Regions from separate parts of the Mus musculus genome. Here region 1 is linked to region 2. The links are chromatin contacts, called in public promoter capture Hi-C maps. All regions are on one chromosome and are shown on one strand. The core of a region is the stretch at or near the end of the contact, and the rest is flanking DNA. Distances in the headings are between cores, read along the strand shown. Region 1 holds the start of Sult5a1 (sulfotransferase family 5A, member 1). Region 2 holds the start of Trhr2 (thyrotropin releasing hormone receptor 2).

Evidence for each region. Capture Hi-C pulls out chosen DNA fragments and counts their contacts.
Region 1: a promoter capture Hi-C map of pancreatic islet shows a contact between it and region 2. The contact joins the promoter of Sult5a1 here to the promoter of Trhr2 in region 2. A contact is called at or near these places in 3 of 39 promoter capture datasets (liver, pre-B cells and stem cell-derived epiblast-like cells) and 1 of 9 other capture datasets (pancreatic islet).

The regions. Positions count from the first base shown.
Region 1 is chr8:123,154,531-123,159,660 of GRCm38.p6, reverse strand. Sult5a1 (sulfotransferase family 5A, member 1) reads left to right here and starts at 1,381. Exons shown (of 7, transcript NM_020564.3): 1 at 1,381-1,473; 2 at 2,074-2,222. The coding sequence starts at 2,081.
Region 2 is chr8:122,361,409-122,366,220 of GRCm38.p6, reverse strand. Trhr2 (thyrotropin releasing hormone receptor 2) reads left to right here and starts at 3,393. Exons shown (of 4, transcript NM_133202.3): 1 at 3,393-3,420; 2 at 4,742-4,812.

The DNA.
Region 1 (5,130 bases), core at 132-2,631, 800 kb before region 2:
GGCACACGCCTTTAATCCCAGCACTTGGGAAGCAGAGGCAGGCGGATTTCTGAGTTCGAGGACAGCCTGGTCTACAAAGTGAGTTCCAGGACAGCCTGTAGGACTATACAGAGAAACCCTGTCTTCAAAAAACAAAAAAACAAACAAACAAAAAAGAAATCTATCACAACTAGAAACAGCCCTGATGTCCGTAAACATACGGTGAGCAGGTGAACACTTACCTATTCAACACAACACAGCCGCGTGGAAGAACTGTCCATACACACAATGACATGGATGAATGTCGTAAGCAACACAAGGAGCAGGGAACAAACCCAGACACAAGGCTGTGCATCGTGTGGCCTTCAACAACAAGGGAAACAAGAGGTGATGACAGGCTTGAGTAACTTATCGGGGGAGGACACGGGTTTATGGTAAGAAGGAGGCCTGAACTGTTTTATATGTCCCAGTCGTGACTGTGGTAGTCACATGGTGTGTGAATTAGTGAAATCAATTTAGCTGAGCCTTTGGAGAACTTGGCTGTAGTCTCTGTGGGTTGCGTGTGCTGATTTCTCCCGGGCAAGGTCTGAGAAGAGGAATCAGGACCAGAGTTACACTTTAAAGGACAGCCAAGGACAAACAGACACCGGGTCAGTGTGTGCTCTGTGGGTGTGTGTTGATACACACACCGTTTCCTACCTATAAGACAAAGAGGATGAGGACCCTTGGGTACTCCCCTGCAGCAGAATGGATCAAAAACAAACCAGAAGCCCAAACCAACCAAACAGAAGAACACAAATCTCCTAAGCAAATGGAAGAAGTTTTGTTGTGTTGTATACAAATCCCCTGGACTCTGGTTGTAAGTGGCCCTGTAGGCAGAGAGACATTTTCATGCTGGCTGGCAGCTGCCTAATGAGAACATGAGACAAGGGAATCTGGTGGTTGGCAGCTGGAGGTGGCGGGAGATGGAAAAGTCTTCACGGATGTACTCTGTCAGAGCTGGTTGCTTTGTACTGTATCTTACCACAAATGTCAAAATTATATAAACTGCATGGTGGGTCCTAGGGTGGTAGAGAAAGCTGCCTTCTGTTGTCAGAATACAAGAAAGGGACGGTGCACTGCCTCTTCCTGGCCCCTTCCTGGCCCCTTCCTGGCCCTTCCTGGCCAGTGCTCCACAGGGGAGCATTGTTGAAACAGGAAAATTGTGTCATTCCCAGACACTGTTAAACTTATTTTTTGAGCACCTTAGTCTGCTTGAAAAATAGGTTTTGTCCCGAAGATTATCCGCTTATTGCTTGCCTATGGGGGCGCTCTTCCCAGCCCCTCCCCCAAATGGGTCTGGTTGGGGGCGGGGCACCCTGCAGTCTTCTGCCCCAGGGCCCTGCAACGCTAGGGTGGAGCCTCTTTGGAGGTGCCCAAGTAGAGCCTGAGCCACATTTCCTAGGTCTGGGCTGCGTGCGCACAGCCAGGTACCACTGGAAGAAGGACTTTGTGGTAAGTAGGGGATCCCGAGGAAACAGGGGAGGTGGGGCTTCTGTCGGAGGCTGCTCCAGGATTCAGTAGAAACATTCCTGTCAGCCCAGTCTGGGCAGCTGTAGAGCAAGACTGGAGGGGGGCTGTGGGTGGGAGCTGCTTGCTCTCTAGATGGGGCCTTTAGATACCGATCCCACTATGCTTTGGGGCCGAGACAAGCAGCTCTCAAGTCCGCAAGGATGTTCATGATCCATCACAACCACACACTTTCGAGGTGTAGCCCTGCATACAGATGGCCAAGAGCTGGTGGCTAGGGCAGAATTCTGCAAGCAACCAGCCACACTCTCAAGGCCAGACAGATGCCACTGTCATTCCAAGGCCATAGCACAGAGGTCTATATCCTCTGATGGGGTTGGGACCTTTCTTGGGCCAGACGACAGACAAGTCTGTCCAAGGTTCTAAGATGGTCCTGCAATGATGCCTGAGAGCAATAACAGTAGCCACTGGGTGTGGACCTATCTCAACACTTTCATGATGGAATGGCAGACTGGCCTGTATCTACTGGAAAGAGCTTGGGCCCTCGGTAACAGACTTCCTCACCTCCAGCCCTGTTCCGCACAGCACCAGCATGACTGAGCGCATGAACACCACTGAAATCTTCGATGGCGTCCGCTTCCCAGGATTCATACACACCCCAGAGTCCCTGAAAGCGGCTTGCTCCTTCCAGTTCCAGGACACAGACATCCTCTTGGTAACATTTCCCAAGTCAGGTGAGAGACAGACTGGGACAAGGAGCCTGGACAATCCAACACCAGGGCTTCCTGCCACCCATAGTGCCTCAGTCCCCTTCTCGGCACTGTAGACACCCGGGCCCTCTCTGTCACCTGTGACTGGTATAAGCTGTAGGGCTGCCTTTCTGGCTTGAGTCAGTACCAGCTGTATGAAGCCCCTCACTAGCCTCCTTGGCTGGTTGTTCCTCTTTCTAATAGCCTCAGAAGCACAGGGTATCCTGGGTACAAGCAGCCCCCCTCTCCCCCTGTACCTTGGTCAGGTTCACACAGACTTCTTGTAATCTCTCTGCACTTGCTTGAACGTGTTTCTGAGGCCATGGGAGGAATGCTGGGGGGGGGGGGGTGAAATGGGGTGTGTGCTGAGAATCTGGCTTTATTCTTAGGCGGGTGGTCCTTGGGGGACAAAGCTTTTCCTTGTCCTGAATCATGCTGGGGTGAATGGTGTACATCACCCCAGTGAAGTATGTTTATGTGGGGCACAGGAACTCCCTAATCCCATAAGACTGCCTGGTCTACTCTCCTCCAGTGTGCTCAGGGTAGCAGCATAGCTCTGCAGACCCTGCATAACCATCCTCCCCATCCTGAATCCGTCAGGATAGGCACATAGGGCATAGTTTGCTTTTGTCTCCTGGACATAGCCCAGCTAGGACACAATGCCACTGAGAGCAAGATCTGCTTCATGTGACTTGGCCACCAGGGCCACCTGGACTGTAGTGACTTAGGTAAGTCAGCAATTCAGCAGATAGGGCCAAGCAACCCTCCTATACTCCACATTCCTGACAGTCTTCCCCTCACACCAGACCCCCTTCCCCTCCACCCTGCATAGTTGTCCCAAGTTCCAGCCCTGCCCCACCCCCCTCCTACTCCCTGGATCCGATCCCTCCATTCACATCTTAACATATCTACCCAGGGGCCTGGTCTGTGGGCTGGGCTTCCCACCAGAAAGAATGCAGTGGGTGGGCTGGGATCTGTCAGACTGCGCCTCCAGCCTCAGTATATCTTAAAGGATAGGGCAGCAGAGCTATGGGATCCTGGATCCAGGCTGTCACTGTCCCTGTATGTGGGCAGGGGGTGGGGACCGATCATCCCACTATAAGTACGAGATCCCATCCTCGCAGAGCAGGCAGGTTCTGGCCTGTAGCGGAAAGATACCTTGCTGAATCTTATCACATGTCCCTGAACTGGGCCCAGGCGGGCTGGGCGGGAAGGGCCACGCCTGTTCTGAGGAACCTTTTCTGGTTTGCTTTTTCTTAGACTGGTTCTGTCTGGCCTAAAAATAAAAAGGTGATATAACCTTCCCCCTACTGGAAACCAGAGAAGCTAAGGGGGGGCCCTTGACCTTCCATTCCCATTGAGCTCTCTAGGATTTGCTATCTCTGAAGGTGACCCCAGAAAGTGTGGTTGCTTGAGGGGAGTAGACACCCGAACAACTCCCAGAGCACCCTCCTCTCTGGCCAGGGCCAAAGCTCCTTTTCAGATGTCTGAGGTAGAGAAATGGGTTGGGGCACAGCCCGGTAGAGTGTTTGCTTTGTGTAGGTGAGGAATAGGCCAGATTGGCTTTCTGGAAAGACCATCGCTAAGGCTTGAATGTTCTGGAACATTCCATTAGAAAGCGATAGTGAGATGAATGTGGTGGCTCACTCCTTTAGTCCTAGAAGTTTGGAGGCAGGGGCAGGCAGATCTCTATGAGTTCAAGGCCAGCCTGGTCTACAGAACTAGTTACAGTGTAGTCAGAGCTACACAGAGGTATCTTGGCTCAAAAAAACAAACAAACCAGAAAGTGGTACTTATTAGATGCCATGGTTTCCCCTCAGGGTGCTCACAACAGGGACTGCAGACATGCATGGGAAGCCACCAGGAGCTGGGTGAGAGGTCCATGTCAAATGCTCCTCTTACTTCTCTGGCCAGTGTCCTCACAGTTCATTGGCCATCCTTCCTGGGAAGGCTTCTGCAGATCTAAACCACACTTTGCCCTCTTTCTGCCTCATGTCCCTCCTCTGCCTGATGGGGTCACTGTAGCATCAAACACACCAAGGAGGCTCCAGACCATTCATACAGTGAGTGTCCATCTCAGACCAGGGCCCTCCAGGACTCTGCAGGAAGAGCGGCGGTAGGCTAAGGACACACAACCAAGCAGGAAGCTGGCATGCAGGACTCGGGTGTTCTCGGGTCAGCTCTTCCACAATGGATCCTCTCTTCCTCTCCGCCCTGCCCTCACATTCCTGCATCTGATGCCTTCCTGGCAGATGTAGGGCTGTCCTAGCCTCCTGTCTATCCCTGCCTGCCATCCCCTGAACAGCAGCCCCAACATGCTCATAATGTAATCCTCACGGTATGCGAGCGCATGGGGCAGAGGGGACTTTGCAGTCATGATGAGACTAAGGACCTTTAGATAGATCATCATGGATCAAGGAGCCCAGTGTCATCACAGTGTCCCTAGAGAACGGTGCGTAAGGCTCAGACATAAAAGGAGTTATGATGACAGGAGTGGGGACAGGTGAGAGACGTGGCAGTGCTGCGGTGAAGCTTTCGCCCTTGGATGAGATGGTTTGGAAGTAAGATGGTAGCCCCAAGAAGCTGGAAAGGTCGTGAGGAAACAGCATCTTCTGCAATACCACCCCTATTAGCGCTTTGATACCAGAGCTACAGGATGAGGCGCATTGGTGAAAGCCACTGGTTTGGTGGTTATCTGAACATTTATTTATTTATTTATTTGTGTGTGTGTGTGTGTGTGTGTGTGTGTGTGTGTGTGTGTGCGCTTCATTCTCAGAAGCCTACAGCTACCTTACTAAATGACATGTTGAGAAGACCAAATGAAATTAGCCTGAAAGAATTTCCAGATGTGATCTATATAACTTTCTCCCCCTAATACATATTAGAAAGAATA
Region 2 (4,812 bases), core at 2,144-4,643:
CAGCAGTAAAACCCTAAGATTAGGTCCCCACCTATTTTGAGGCTCAGCATGGCTGCAGGTTTTATCCTCTATACCCATCAGCCACTATCTAATGACCCTGGTGCGTTTGTGGGTAACAGAATCGATCTGCATCCTGCTCCAGTATCCACTGGGGCCCGTGTAACCTGCATATTTATTGATGAGTGATCAATAAGTCATCAATATGGCATCTCCTGTTATCCTGTGTGGCCCTCACAGGTGAGTTCAACCTTGCCCATCCCTTCGAGGAGTGGCTGGGAAGACTCCCATCCAAGGGACATTTTTTAAAAAGATTTATTTATTTATTTTATGTATATATGAGTACACTGTAGCTGTACTGATGGTTGTAAGCCATCATGTGGTTGCTGGGAATTTGAATTCAGGACCTCTGCTTGCTTCAGTTGGCCCTGCCTGCTCTGTTCTAAAGATTTATTTATTATTATATCTAATACACTGTAGCTGTCTTCAGACACAGCAGAAGAGGGCATCAGATCCCATTACAGATGGTTGTGAGCCACCATGTAGTTGCTGGGATTTGAACTCAGGACCTTCGGAAGAGCAGTCAGTGCTCTTAACCACTGAGCCATCTCTCCAGCCCTCCAAGGGACATTCTTTATCAGTGTGGGGGACAAGCAAACCTACTGCATCTCCTGGTCATTTTTTTCCCTGGTCACTTTTACTCCTCTGGTGAGTTGTAGCTGGCCTGCCTTAAAGCTCTCCACACGTTAGTCAACCAACCCAGAGTTTGGTTGCTCATGAATTTTATCCCTAGGGATTCCTGTGTGACACAAATCCAGCTATACCTGTGTTCAGGAGACACAAGAGAGGCCCTTCTGCTTGGCTCTCTCCTCTTTCTTGCTCCTACCTGCTTTAGCACCTTGAAAACCAGGGTGTATATTGAGTCATTTAGGTGGGCCAAAGCCTCTCCTGGTTCATATAGGTCTGTGGCGGTTTGAATATACTTGGCCCAGGGAGTGGAACTATTTGGAGGTGTGGCCTTGTTGGAGTAGGCGTGGCCTTGTTGGAGGAAGTGTATCAATGAGCAGATGGGCTTTGAGAGCTTCCTCTTAGCTGCCTGATGATGCCATCTCCTGTTTGCCTTCAGAACAAAGTGTTGAACTCTCAGCTCCTCCTGCACCATGCCTGCCTGGATGCTGCCATGCTCCCACCTTGATGATAATGGACTGAACCTCTGAACCTGTAAGCCAGCCCCAATTAAATGTTGTCCTTATATGAGTTGCCTTGGTCATGGTGTCTGTTCACAGCGGTAAAACTCTAAGACTAGGTCCCCACCTATTATGAGGCTCAGCATAGCTGCAGCGCTTCATACTGGTCTCGCTGTCCTTGCTGAATCCGTCTCTTAGGTCTCCCATAAATAAAGTCTTGATGGGCTCGTGAACTGGGCTCCTAACACCACTTCCCACCTGCCCAATTCTCTTATGGCCTCCCGTTCTGTTTTCTAGTCCCTGATATTCAGGGAGACCTCGACTATGGATAGATAGCCAGGTATCCCTAGCAGCTCCTCTGCGCCATTCCACCAGGGACTGACCCCTCACTCTGCTGCGCTGCTCTGTACTGTGAAGCCTTTGACTCAAGGAAGGGATGGGCAGCCGCCTTGCCCAGCTTCTTCTCCGCTTCGGCAGCATTCTTCAGGTTAATGCCATCTGACCCCATGTCCCAAGCCTCACAAGTCAGGTGGCAAAGGATTCCTGCATTGCTCATTCTAAATGTTCCCTAGTCCCACCAGCTCTGTTACCCAGTGTTCTGGTCACTTAGTCTTCCACACTGACTTTGTTAAGGCCCTGGTCTGCATGTCAGGATATCGGTTTTGCCGTTATGTTACAGGCTGGACCAGAGGAGTATCTTGCCACTTTTAAGTTCCTTCCCCATAGGTTCTGGTCGAATACAGGTGCTATTCCCTTTTGACCCCCCCCCCCCAGACATAAAAAGCAACAGGCCAACATCTCCATGTACTCTCTCTCATCTGGTCCTACTGCTAAGTCTCAGGCTGATATAGAAAGGCCAGCCTCTTCTCCCTGTCTCCCTCCAGGCTGCCTGTGCTATCAGCTGTTTGCTGATACCTCCATCCTTGATGCGTCCCCCCAGGGCGTGTAATATCTGTTCTCAAAGCATCTCTGCTTGCTATGCGAATCCCACCCATCAGGCAGGTATGCCACAGACGTGCCCATCACGTATTCACCTGACTTGGATATCTCAGTAATCTCCATTCCCTTGTCGCTCTCCCACAAACCCTGTACAGATAAACCAACAGGTCAAGATTTTCTCTGTAAACAACCTGGCCCCTCCCCATGCAACAATTTGTGTCATGTCTCCAAATTATGGGTGACATCATCGCCCTTCCAAAGCACGCACTTGTGCTGCCAAAATTCCTTCCCAGGACGAGAGGTAAACATCGCCTCCAAGGGTCCCAAGGTCAAACTGAGGCACAATTCCACCAAAGTTTACTGGGAAGGCCCAATGAGTTTGTTGGTCCTCTCTGCAGAGCATGGGTTAGATGTCTGGGTTACTTACTACAGTGTGGGTGCCCACTCGCCCTTCCACCCCCCAAAAGATTGAACTTGAAGTCTTCATCCAGTCAGGATAATGGCTTCCTCAGAGTCACATGGATGGAGTCCCCCTTGTCCCTCTGCCCAGTCTAGCCCCTTCCTAGTCTGGTCTCTCATGGACCCTGGGGCTAGGTCATCCATAGGGGCTCGGCTTGGAGCTGCCTTCTTAGCTGGCCACTGGGGATTTGGCCCCACTCCTCAGGTTCCTCTCTGGGCTCATTGTCCTCCTCCTTTCTGTCAGGTAGAGAGTTGCTCTGCTCTGTAGCAGGACTCCCTGCCAGCCAGATGAACCGGAGCACTCACCCACCCAAGCCCAAGAGGACAGTGTCCATGCTTCCCCTCCCCGCCCCCCTGCTGGAGAGACCTAGGCTGCTGATGTTGGTACAGATTGGCCCTGGGACTCCCTGCTCTGCAGAGGGAGGGTGAGAGGGGAGCCGAGGAGCTGGGAGAAGTTGGTGAGGCTGTGTGAGGTGCACACGCGCACATGTGTAATACTGCAGTCAGCAGAAGGTAAAGCCGCCTTCCACGGAATGATTGAAGCTTGGGCTCTCTCTCTCTCTCTCTCTCTCTCTCTCTCTCTCTCTCTCTCTTTCTCTCTCTCTCTCTCTCTCTCTCTCCCTCCCTTCCTCCCCCCTCCCTCTCTGTCTCCCTCCCTCTCCGTCTCTCTCCCTCTCTCCCTCTCTCTTTCCCTCCCTCCCTCCTTACTTCCACCTCCTTCTACTCATTCTCTGCTCCCCCCTTCTCCCTCCCCTCCTTCCTTTCTCTTATCCCTCCCCTCCCCACCCCCCCACTTAGCCCAACCTGGAAAGAGGAAAATGCATTGAGTCTTCACTAGGTGAGTTCTCTGACCTTAGAAGTTTCTCAGGGGGTCTAGGGGCTATGGGGGGGCAGTTCTTGCTGGGACATTGTATGCAGTGGTCCTCACTGAGGTGTGTGTGTGTGTGTGTGCCCTATACTGTGGGCACAGTACACAGGGCATTCACATCGGGGCTAAATGGGTGTGGTAGCAAATGAGAGTCCCTGGAGGTAAGGCATCAGGGGTGGGCCTCTGCAGCTCTGGCTTCCACATCTGGAAGAGCTCTGTGAGGTCTCTGGATTCAGCCCTGGTTTACAGTGTCTTGCTGACGGTAGAGAAAGAGCTACTGGGGTTGAAGCAGCTGCTAGAGCCTGCAGATCTCGGCTCCTCTGCTCCACCAGCCAGGAATGTTCCAGCTGTGTGGATTTGTCTGTAGGAGCAGGCATGTGGTGTATGTGTCTGTGCGGGAATATGAGGGTGGACGGTGTATATGTCTAGGTTGAGGAAAGTCAGCCTGTGGGATGTGTGTGTGTGTGTGTGTGTGTGTGTATGTGTGTGTGTGTCCATCATATATTGTGAGCACAGCACACAGGGCATTCACATCAGGGCTAAATGTCATGTATGCACACAGAACATGTGTTGCACACATGTGTAAGGTCTGTAATGCCTGTGTGGGCAGTCATTGTGTGTTGGGTATGATTTTTGGCTTGTATTTCTGTGTGTGTGTATGCATACCTGGATGTATGCTCAAGTGGGTGTAGACGTCTTCCATGTGCAAAGGTGCAGTGCACGTGTGGAGGCACAGGCACATTGTGTGTGCATGTGTGCTGGGTGGCTATACACATGTGCTCTGTGCTGCATGTATACAGCTGTGTGTGGGCAGCATCTGTGGAGGCAGCTTCTCCATGAGCCCCCCCCCCGCCCCCCCACGCTTGTTCTGATGATCTGGTGCCTGTCCTGAGGGCTATCATAGTGCAGTGTGGGACTGAGCCTCAGGTCATCCTGGGGTTTATATGGTGCTGGGCTCTGCAGTGTCTACAGGCAATCACACTGGCAGGGTGCAAGCATTGAGGTGTGTGGGTGTGTAGGGCTGAGTGTAGTGTTTGGTGTATGTGTGTGTCTGTCTGCTGAGTGTGTTGCATAGAGAAGTGTGTGTGTATGTTGGTGTGTTGTATGTTGAGATGTGTGTGTTTGTGTCTTTGAAGTATATTTAATCTTGTGTTCTGTTTGTATGCAGTGTGGTACGTTTGCCCTGCATGTCAGTTGTAGCAGGAACATGTATGTGCACTCTAAGCTAAACCCCCATTTTGCTCCCATGTTGGTGCCTGCCTTAACTGGATCCCCAACAAATCCTTTGTAGCCATCGCCAGGAAGCTGGTACTCTGTGGATCTCAGAACACACACCCATCTCCTCGTGGTTCATCTGAGTCT